2 separate regions of the Mus musculus genome follow, and region 1 is linked to region 2. Evidence: chromatin contacts called from public HiChIP or PLAC-seq data. All regions are on one chromosome and are shown on one strand. Each heading gives the region's core, a stretch centred on a gene start, on an enhancer-like site or on the middle of the called end of the contact. The rest is flanking DNA. Distances are from core to core; before and after follow the strand shown. Region 1 has its middle 140 kb from the start of Dusp10. Region 2 overlaps Hhipl2 (hedgehog interacting protein-like 2).

Region 1 (5,457 bases), core at 285-2,784, 730 kb after region 2:
TTAGTATGCATAAGGCTCTGGGTCTATTCCAAGCTCCCTAAAACAAATGACATGGAAAAAAAAATCATTCTCGCTGCTCTGTGGGGATGATGTGAGAGGGAAATGCAGGCTGCTCTTTCAGCACATTAGAAGCACATTAACTCTCAGTAAATAATAGCTGCTGTTCTGACTGTTTTCCCTGTGTACCTCTTGCAGCTTTCAGATTGACTTGTACACAATCCATGTGCGAAGGGATCTCAAAAACCAGCTGGTACCCAGATTACAATCTCCTCCTTTCCCTAATAATGCTTTCAAGAGAAGTGCTAGACTCAGAGATGTAAGTATCAATGGTCCTTGTGTGTCTGTGTGTCTGTATGTCTCTGTGTGTGTGTGTGTGTGTGTCTGTGTGTGTGTCTGTGTGTACATGTATGTGTGGGGTGCTCTCACCCTCTTTCTTCTGCTATGCCTTGCTTCCTATAAAAGAGGAAAGAATGTGAGCAAAGGAAAAGGCACAAAGGAGGGCTGAACCTTAACTGGTTGGGTGAAGAGTTGATTTGCTGGTAAGGCCAAGTTGCTTTGCAGTCTTCTACATACTATAGTATTTGTGCAATGCCATTTTACAAAGTGCTATAAGTTTGTTTGTTGACATTGTTTATTATATATGTTTCTAATGATGTATGCACTGAGAGTATGAACTTGACTCTTGAACATGCAAGCCTTCTCTTCTCACCACCTCGGCTCTTCTCTCTTTGTTCATCTTCCTTCCCTCCCTCCCTCCCTGACCCCTGTCTCCCTGCTTTCCTCTCTTCCTCCCTTCTGTCTTCCTTCCTTCTCCTGTCACTTGCTGTCCTTCTCTTTCTCCAGTCCTCCTCTTTCTCACCTTTTTTTTCTAACCTTAAAACAATAATATAAATCAGATTTGGCAGCAGCAGCTTAAAAAAAACTTTCACAGTGACAATGGAGGCATTCTAGTTGTTAAACTTTCAGCAGCCAGGCGTTGTGGTGCACACCTTTAATCCCAGCACTCGGTAGGCAGAGGCAGGTGGATTTCTAAGTTCGAGGCTAGCCTGGTCTACAAAGTGAGTTCCAGGACAGCCAGGGCTACACAGAGAAACCCTGTCTCTAAAAACCAAACCAAACCAAACCAAACCAAAATGAAACAAAACAAAACCAAAAAAAAAAAAAAATTAAGCAACACCTAAGTTTGAGGGGTGAAGGTTCCAGGAATCTCTCTAGCCTTCTCTGCTCCTCCTCTGTCTAGCCTGTACCTGTCAGGTTTGCACATCATTTTAAATCTTCCATGTGTACTGCACATAAATGCGTGTATGGTTATGCATTCATTGCATGGTTGTCAACTTTTATTTTAAATAACAAACTGGAAAACCTTTTTCCTTCCTGGAAAGCAGTTGTAAGTACTGCCACGAGAAGTCAGAGTTTGAGTCTGAGCTGCTGGGCAAGAGCATGCAGCATGGGTGTCCTTGTCTGAAGGCCACGGGTCACAGTGATCTTCATATAGCCCTAGCCCCAACCCAGGTGACCTCATGTGCCCACAAGTACAGTAACAGCACAGGCAGGCCGGTGGTAGCTGCTGGCTGAGCCTGCTGCTGACAGGTGCAAGGGCCATGTATCACATGAGTCCACTAAAAATAGGTCTGAGAAAAGGAAGGGTCCCAAGCCCAGCTTATAATAGATGCTCACCTTGTGAACACTCACTGTCAGCAACAGAATTTCAACACAGTAACTCCCATGCCCACACTGACAGCTGTGTTAAGCTCCTTGAAGAATCAGTTAGTTTTGGTCAGAATAATAAATTTGCACTATCTCAAAGAGTGTTAATATGGAGTTTTTTTTTCCAAAGGGGGGAAGGAGAGGGGACAGACCCATCTGGCTGGAGGAGAGCTGTCTTTTTCAGTAGTCCCAGGCGAGTGTCTCCTGTCAGCCTTTGTTACGTGTGACCTTGTGATTATTTGGGAAACTCCTAGAAACATTAGGATTTCAGTCTGTCCTTGAGAAAATAAAACATTGTCCCCTTCCTGGGTTCCATTTTCATGATGAAAGAGGAACACTCTTCTGCAGGAGTTGATTTATCAGAATGAATTTCAAAACCAGAGTCATTAAACGAATTTTTTTTTTTCATTTCCTACCCAGGCTGGAATGAGTCGCTCACATTGATGTAATCAGAGAATCCAGGAGCAGGGAGCAGTCGATGGAGCTGGGACTGTCCTGTCCCCAAGGATGGTGGCAGCTTGAGAAAGTTCTACTGTGCTCTGTCCTAGTGTGCGGGGGCAGGCCTTACACAGTGGGAGCCTATAAGTGGTGCTATCCCTTGGACACATTCCAAATCATTTCCCCGCTTTGATAACCCAGTTTGGAACTGGCACACTGCTAAGACGGCTTTTTTTTTTTTTTTTTTTTTTTTTTGCTAAAGACCCAAGAGGATCAGGCAGTCTGATGCCTGGCTATCATTTGGAATTACAGACGATAGAATGTCAATATCAAAATAGTGTCACCTTAATCATTCCAAGAGACTTCTGCCCAAGAGACTTCTGCTTTAGTCTTTAGGCTAGTTATTTTTCTACAAAAGGGTCTGCTTGTTTTGGGGGAGGGGGTGGTGTTCATCTATTTCTGCATCTTGGAATGTGTGTTTGTGTGTGTGTGTTCAGGTGCATGTGTAAGCACGTTCATTCAGAGAACAGAGGATAACCTTGGGCGTTATTACTCAGATAGCTGCCTATCTTATTTTGGTTTTTTTTGCTTTTTTTGTTTTTTGTTTTTTGTTTTTACATGAAATCTCTCATCAATTAGGCAAGGCTGGCTGGGCAGCAGGCCCGAGGAGTCTACTGTCTCCACCTCCCCAGCTCCATGATTACAAGTGTATGTGCACCACCACTCTTGGCATATGGAAGTGGGCTGTAGGGACTAATCTCGAATATCTGTGCCTTTGACAAAACTCTGCAGCTGGGAATTTGATTATTTTCTTCTTAAAGGTAGGATGTTGTCATGGTACCCAGGCTTGCCTGGAATACAGGCTCAAGGGATCCTCCTTCAGTAGCCTGATGAAACTGGGATGATGGCAGGGATTATCAGAGCACAGGATACTTTTTGTAAGACTGGTTTGCCTAAAGGACAAGGGATCATAACAATTAAACATGAACTATTTGTATAGGAGTAGAAGACACCGGAATCACGTAAGAGCGACAAATTTTAGGCCACAGTGTAAATTATCCATGAAAACTTGCTCAATAATTCAGATCCACTTTTGAACTCTACTTCATTGTAATTCTGCATTTCAATTTGTTACTTACATTGTCTTGTAGTTTTTTTCTTAGTTATATAATTTTATGCTTCACCCTCCCTCCACAAATTGGATGTATAAGTCTCTTAACAGAAGTCACTACAAATTCTGCCTTGGATACTTCTGTGGGGTCTTTAGTAGATTTTTCTGGTTATGTTGGCCAATGTTGACTTCATATGTTGAATGTAGGCACATGCACTCTCTTCTCACCTCAGCAGGACCCTTCTCACACTCTGGTGGCCTCTGTGTCACACATGCCCTTCCCACAGGGAGGCAGAGCTGGCAGGCAGAGCCCTGGGAGCTATCTCTACTTCATACTGTCTCTGACCTGTGCCTCCAGACTTTCCACTCTACCTTCCAAGTCACAGTCAGTTCCTGCAGAGGGGAATCCCCCTTGCTGAATGCCAGTGGACCTGGGTGCACATTTCTGGGTGCCACATTCACTACACAACCATCTGCACACAGCACACAGGTGCTGGGAACATCTGGGATGCCTGTGGATCAAACCTGCTGGATCGTGTGCCCAATCTCGCTCATGTGCCCCCCTCATGGGGACACAACAGTGAACTAGAGCTATTTTTTACTAATAGACTGTCAAGAGGTCTACGCATATAGATCACAAGTACCCTGCTCTCTGTTCTTGCCAATACATTTGTAGAGTGATTGGAATGGAAGCAAGAGCCAAATAAAGGTTGGGGGAGGGGAAGAGACAAATGCCATGGTGTAGGTCAGGAGCTGGGACTATTTCTGAAACAAGTAACAGCTCTGGGCGTCCTCAGAATACTCTCTGTGGGTCTCATGCCTCTGTCTGCCTCTGTGGCACGGAAGAGGACAGCTACTTTTAATAACTTCTTTAGAAAACACGGGAGATAGCTCAAAGGATACTCAACTGTACAAAAAGACGTTAAAACAATTACAGAAAAACATGTATCTAACACGCAGGGGAACTGGTTTGAGGATGAGAACATTGGTTATCCATTGCATTTTTGTGATTTTTGGAATGTTATAGGAAATTGCATTTGTATCATGGCATTGAATCAAAATAAGCTTGAACTACAGAAAGATTGCTCTTGTTTTATATAAACTGAAGCATAGAAAGGAGAAGTTGCCGCTTGGGGCTACAGAGAACGCTCACAGCAGGGACAGTCAGCCCCAGCAGAGGAAGTGGTGCCGCTTTTCCTGAGATGTTTTGTTCTGTGAAAGTTTGAATGTATTTTTAATTGAATCAGAATTCGTTATTTCTCATTAAAACCTTTTTTTTCTTTGTTGGTGAAGTACTTGCCACACAGCATGAGGACCTGTGTTTCATCCTCACAACGTTGCCACATAAAAGTCCCCGAGGATGGGGAGGCATGGGGTGGCCTGCTTGTAACCTGTAGGAGTGGATAGACCCTTTCCCACTGGTCACCTTCTTCTAGCCTGCTTGTCGAGCTTCCCATCAGTGAGACCTGATCTCAAAATGGAGGTGGATGGTGCCTGAGGGAATGAGTCCAGAGGTTGTTCTCTGTTCTCTACATGCTTGGATAGCTTCACATACAGGGAAGCACACACACACACAGAGACACAGACACACAGACACACACAGACACACAGACACAGACACACACGCACAGACACACACACACAGACACACACACAGACACACACAGACACACACACAGACACAGACACACAGACACACACACAGACACATACACACACAGATACACACACACACACACACACAGACATTTATTCACAGATTGTTTTTCTCCTATGAGTGAATGGAAAAATGCAGTGTCTCTTCCTCTCCCTATCCCTGATGGTTAAGTCAGCTTGTGACGAGTTTCAAAATAGGGAAGAAAGTCTCATTAGCACAAGTGCACAATGTACTGTGTGTGTGTGTGTGTGTGTGTGTGTGTGTGTGTGTGTGTGTGTGTGTGCAGGAGAGGACCAGAGGAAGATGTTGGTGTCCTGCTCTTGGCTGTGGTTCTCAAAACACTTTACTGAAGTCAGGTATATGTAGTGTGGCCTGTATCATGCCACAGAAATCTGGGACTTTGTTAGTTGCTGTGGTATATCTTAATCTAACTGATTAAGGATAATGAAAATGAATTTTACATTTCCAGAGCATGCTAGAATCAAAAGTTTTTGTTTGATAAAACCTTCATGAATATTCCTTTGCATGAAGGAAGGAGAAGGCC
Region 2 (5,797 bases), core at 932-3,431:
TAAACACAACTGCATTCCATTTGGGGTCCTCTGTTTGCCCTCTCTGTATGCTTCATTTTGAAATCTCCTGATCTTGCTTAGCCTTGCTGTACAACTCTGTGGGAGATAAGGAAGGTGGGGGCTTCTTGACTGGACTTCCCAGTCACAGAGCAGCCAGGCAGTGCTCCATCTCAAAACAGTAAAGCCTGCAGCTTTTGAACTACAGGAGGAATGGAGAACTATAGGGTGTGTGTGTGGAGGGGTGGTTGTGATGGTGGAGAGATGGCTCAGAAATCAAGAGCACTTACTGCTCTTCCAGAGGACTTGGGTTCAGTCCCACGCACCCACAAGGCACCTTACAACTGCCTCTCACTCCAGATCCAGGGGATCTGATATACATGGGATATGTATGCATACATGCAGGCAAAATATCTGTACCCACTAAAAATATAACTAAGAGAGGGAGCAGGATTCTGACAGGTCTCTCTCCAAATCAGGAACAACATCCAGGACAGCATGGATGCTTAGTTTAAAGAGAACACAGTGTCGTGTACCAGGGCTGCTATGGCTTTTAGAGGTGATGTGGGCACCGCTCTAACGGGGCTGAACATACTCTGAAGGGTTTTTTTCTTTCTGATAGAAACAAGCTGTACCTTTCTCTTCCGAAGGTACACTCACTAGATCGACACTCCTGAGCCTCTTCGCTTCGTGCTCTTCTATCTTTATGGAAGATTCGCAGTATTACCCATCTCTTCTCGAACTCCATTTTCAGGTCTTGTTCATCCACCCCTCCCCCTCTCCTAGGTTCACCCGCACCCCTTTCCTTATTAACAGTTCTCGCAAGTACTCTGCAGGTTAGAAATAAACTCCAGGCTGTAGCTCTGAGATCTCAGACTTCTTACTTTTCAGATGTCTACGGAGGCCAGAAGAGGGTGTCGGAACCACGGGACTCAGGATTCCGGGTGCTGAGAACTGAAGGGGGATTCTGGGGGCATTTACAAGAGCAGAACGTGGAGAGTTATTTTTTCAGCTCTATTCTGAACTCTGTTCGAATGGGACGATGGTGGGTGGGTCTAGGGAACAGAGGTGAAAGGATTCTCTGAAATTCTGGGAAGCTGGGCGGGCGTGGGGAGGGGCGGAGAGTTTCCCTGGCCCAGAGTTCTTGCCGAACTAATCATGGATAGTCACCCAGCGAGCTTTCACGGAAGGGCACAGTGAGGCCAACGTGTGTTCCGTTTCCTCAAAATTTATGGAGTTGAAAGGCTCAGGAGGGAAAGAAAACAAAAAACAAGGACCAGCTGGTGGGGACGGGGCTGGGGGCCGGGGTAGCAGCGACCGGAGAATGATAAGGTGGTCCGAGTTCTGGCTGGAGACATCTCGGATGAAGCCAGAGTGCTTGGCTGTGGTGCAGAGAACCACTTTAGGAGAGGACACTAAGGAGCAGAGCTGGGGTTTATTATGAAGACGCTTTTAACACAGATTAAAGCATGGGTGTTAGAGGAGGCTGGACGCTTAGAGCAAGGTCGGTTGACACACAGCGTGGGCCCGGGGGTCTCGGTTACAGCCTTGTGCGCGATTGTGGTGGCTCCTGAAACGCATTAAAGCTTTCTTGGGAACTTTCTTTATCCTCTTTCCCTTTTGGTAAATGGGTACACAGAGCTCCTGAGACACCTTGGATAGCATTATACTCTGATAAGCTAAAACCACACTAGCAAAGAGGGGAAATTAATTATAATTATACATTTTATTTCATCCAGCATGTTCCAACACTGTAAGCAGTTAAGTCTTCCTAATGACAGAGTTTACATTCTTTCTCTTCTTTAGTTCTGAGTTTTCTAAGTGGAGGTATGGTTGTTCTCATCTTAATTCGGTAAGGTCATACTTCAAACGGCCTTCAGTCTGTGTATCCTTTATCAAGCCCTGGCCCTGAGATCTGGGTGAAAAATCCCTAGCCCGGAAAATTCATGAGTTCAGAAAAGATTCTTGGCGCTCTACCCCAAGTGTCCCAGCTCAGAGGGTGTTCTAGCATCCAAGAAAAAAACAAAACAAAACAAAAAACAGAGAACGGCTCTAACCAGGAAAGCAGTCGGGAACTTTCGTTTTGGGAGTCCCTCCTCCACCCTTGCCCTTGGCAGGACAGGACTTTGGAGCCATACTGGGCTGGCGAGCTGGGGCTGCCACGTGTCGGCCACAGCGCAGGGCGGTGTCCGGGTCCAGCGGGCCACAGTCCCAAGGCCAAGTGTGGGAGGCTCAGCGGGTCCTCGTCCTCAGCCATGGTTAGAGTGGCACCACAGCGCCTCTCACCGGCCGACCCGCGTAACTGCAGGCCTGGCGCCTCCGGGTTGCCAGAGGCCAAGTTTGCTTCCAGGAGCGCTTTGCCTTAGAAAGAGACGGTGGAACTTCAAAGCTCCATTTCTGGCGAACCAAGTAAAAACCTGGTTCAGTAGTAAGCCCCCAACCCCATCCACCTTCCTCTTGCTTTTGTTATATTCCAGGATTTCCCCTGCCCCTTGCTGCGCCACTTCTAAAATACCTGGCATCCATGTGCATTTCTTTGGAAGCATCCCCAGGCACTAACATCTTAGGAATCCTTTCCCCATTGCATCTTTTCTGCTTGTTTAAGTGATGTTTTTATTCTTGGAGAGTTCCAAATTATATCCAGTCACCTACCGCCTCCTCTAGCTCTCTCTAGGGCCTCGATCCCTCTCCTTTCCCCTTCGCGTCTTTTACTTTTTTTTGTTATCGATCACCCCTTGAACACAACAGGTGCTGCCCATACGCACATGAACGTGGACCACCCACTAGGGCATGAGCAACCGTTCAGTGGCCTGGTCCCTCGGCAGCTACCTCATAGCTTCTCCTGTGTGGTGGTGGGGCCCATGCTGTAATTTTGACTGGCTCGATTTTGTGCTGGTAACCACAGCTAATGTGATTCCATGCATGCAACAGCCATTTCATGCCTAAAAAGTGAGTGTTTCGCAATTCTCTCCCCTTCTCTCCCCCTACCCCCAGTCTCCAGCTTTTGACATTCCATCTGCCCCTTCTGTGAAGTTCCCTGAGCACTGGATTGTGGGAGGTTGGTGTGGATGATCCATCTGTAGCCGAGTGCCCAGTTATTTATACTTGGCACTTTGACCTGTTATGAATCTTTACATGAACCACGACCCACGGCCAAAGGAAGCTCCTCTGACTAAAGGTGAGGGAAGCAGGAATCTATGGGCACAGACATACATATTTAGAAGGTAGTGTGATAGTATGACCACTTAGCACAAAAGCAAAAACCAAACCAAACCAAACCAAGCCAAACCAAGCCAAACCAAAACATCATCATCATCATCACCACCACCACCACCATCATCAACAACAGCAGCAGCAGGTAGCCCACAACCCCTAGACAGGCCTGTGATCGCCTCAGTCTTGGGCTTTTGACCGGGTTTACAGCACCAAGGATGTCAAGGATGAATTTCCTTCTGTGGAGCAGGCCTCACATCCGACCTGAGAACGGTTGGTTACCTGCTTAGCTGTCATGTCTCTAAATTCCAGCGAGCACTTCCAGCCACCAGGTCAGTGCAGTGAGGATCACAGCTGTGTAAGACTGCTGGTGACTTTTCTCCTCCAGAGACTGGCACAGGACCTCTGGCCTGGGTAAGCTAAGCCAGCAGAGTTCCCTGGCCAGCTCGGGTTGTTTCTCTATGTTGTGCATCATAAGGGAGAGGTACCTTCGGTAATGGGGTCTCACCATCTAGTTCTGGAGGGCAACCAAGAGCAATGGCAGCAGCCTGTGTTGTGCCGGGTGCCTCTGGGGGCCCCCTTAACCATAACTCACAGGGAGGGATTGCCTGCCTGGCTCTGAGATCATTATTTATAACTTACGTCTTCTGGGGGCAGCGTTATTCACCCATGCAGAATCCTCCTGATATATATATATCCCCAAACAGCGCCACCTACTGGGACCAAACGTTTAAATACACGAGACTATGGGGATCATTTTACATTCAAGCTTGGGAACCTGAGCTCCAGACCCAGGGTTTTCAATCAGGGGTGGTTTTGCACCTCCCAGCCCAGGGAAACAATGGCAATACCTGCAGACACTTTGATAGTTGTAACAGGATGGAGTCGGGGGTTGGGGTTGCGACTGGCATTTCCTCAGCAAAAGATAGGGGTACTGTTAGATGCTTGTGGTGAGCAGACAGCTTCACAGTAACACAGACCGCTTTGACCCAGTGGTGCCAAGGTCAAGAAATCTCAGTCTCTACATATCTGTAAGGCACTGGAAGTCTGGAGCTGGCAGTGCTGAACCAGCTCGGGCTTCATGCAGCGACAGAGCATCAGCAAGGGCTGTAGAGGCCGCCTGTCCAGAAGCCTATCTATTCTCTTTTGTTTTTTCTCTCATGATCATGTATTTTTTAAATTTCCTTTGATAGCAGTGCCATACATGTGGAGACCAGAGGATGCATTTGAACTGATAAGGACTAGGTAGAACTGAAGGGCTAGATGGAATGTTAAGGCCTAGGTATAACGTTAAGCCTAAGTAACTCTTACGTGGCTAGCCTGCCATTTTGCGCTGTTACTAGTATTATAAGGAAACTTCCTTATGTGCAAGTTGATTGCATATTCTCTTAAATTCTTTGCTCTTGGAAACTGAGCACAACAGAGGTTAGTTAGAACTGCTCTGTATAGTTAGCCAAAATGAGCTTTGACCCAAATCAGCCAATCAGCAGCACTTCCTGCATATGTGTATAAGCTTGTATGGTATCTGCTTTTATAAGCTGCCCCTGGTGTGAGCCTGAGCATAAGAGAGACATCTGCATCTATTAGAAATAAGACTTCTATTTTGAGTAAGTGTTGAGAGGCTACCGTGGAAAACACCTTCTACCTCTTTCTTGCACGTGAAGAGCAGAGTACTGGGAGAATATTCTTGTACTCCAAGTTCAGAGACCATGGTCAGGAAGGCTAAATAAAGACAAGAGGGCCACCTCTCTCCGTGTCTGTGCTGGGGACACCTGGAGACCACATCGGCTTCTCTGCCTTGAGTTCATCATTTGTAAGCAACAGCTGCTAAGGAGAAAGGGTGGGGCAGGGCTGGCAAGTGAAGAACTCGCCCAGCTTCCTTGTTGGTGACACAGTCGTCGCTTGTTTACATTAAAGATAAAAAGGGCACAGCACAAGACTGCCAGGCAAAGTCTGGTGAGTAAGTAGAGAAGAATTCGGAGAAAACTTTCCTTACAAGAGGACCTCGTTGTCCTCTTGGCTGCAGTTAAGTGAGTAGTCAGTAGGTGGCGCTAGGTCACCACATAAGAGATTGCCTGCCCTGGCTGCAAATCAGTCTTGGAGCTCACACACTCCTCCTGAGAGAGGAAAATAGAGTAACAGGAGAGATTTAGTTCTTAAAATAAGTCAGCAGCCTAGTGAAGCAAGCACGACCACGGCAGGTACATTTTCTTGCTTGAACTGGCGGAGAAGGACGTTTGCTGCCAGGGGCTCTGGTTGCAGATTCCAAAGGATCAAAACACAAACGTAGATGAAGTCTCTCAGCAGGCCTGGCTTCACAGGTGAATCTGAGCCATCTGGTGCTGGCCGTACCGGCCCTAAGAATGCGATCCAGCAGGGACAGTATTCTGTGGTGACAGTTCAGAGGGAAGGGCTTTGTCACCCAGGCCCCTGTTTTCGCTGTCAGTGCTGATGCTGGGACCCCAGCTTGCGACCGTTTAGTAGACTTAAAGATTTAACGTGATCAGGCTATTTCTGGATAATGGTTTCTGCTTCCTTGCCTGGGGACTGAGCAAAAGACTCAAGAAAAAGGACCCCGAATAGCAGG

Evidence for each region. HiChIP or PLAC-seq counts read pairs in DNA pulled down with a chosen protein or histone mark.
Region 1: a contact with region 2 is called in an H3K27ac HiChIP or PLAC-seq map of cardiomyocytes, with 12 times the contacts expected there. The contact joins two enhancer-like sites. A contact is called at or near these places in 4 of 15 datasets of contacts at CTCF or cohesin (the NIH/3T3 cell line, hippocampal excitatory neurons, large pre-B cells and 1 more), 5 of 484 Hi-C or Micro-C datasets (bone marrow-derived macrophages, cerebral cortex, cortical neurons and 2 more) and 3 of 115 datasets of contacts at active chromatin or transcription factors (VIP interneurons, cardiomyocytes and fibro-adipogenic progenitors).

The regions. Positions count from the first base shown.
Region 1 is chr1:184,169,532-184,174,988 of GRCm38.p6, forward strand. No RefSeq gene overlaps it. Among named protein-coding and RNA genes, the nearest start is that of Dusp10, 140 kb to the left of the region's middle. Within about 2 kb of position 1,535, at least 13 of the 459 cell types and tissues checked have an H3K27ac peak or open chromatin away from gene starts, as enhancers often do. A contact at or near this core is called in cardiomyocytes, where this site is marked.
Region 2 is chr1:183,437,035-183,442,831 of GRCm38.p6, forward strand. Hhipl2 (hedgehog interacting protein-like 2) reads left to right here. Exons shown (of 9, transcript NM_030175.5): 9 at 1-19. Among named protein-coding and RNA genes, the nearest start is that of Hhipl2, 21 kb to the left of the region's middle. Within about 2 kb of position 2,182, at least 110 of the 459 cell types and tissues checked have an H3K27ac peak or open chromatin away from gene starts, as enhancers often do. A contact at or near this core is called in cardiomyocytes, where this site is marked.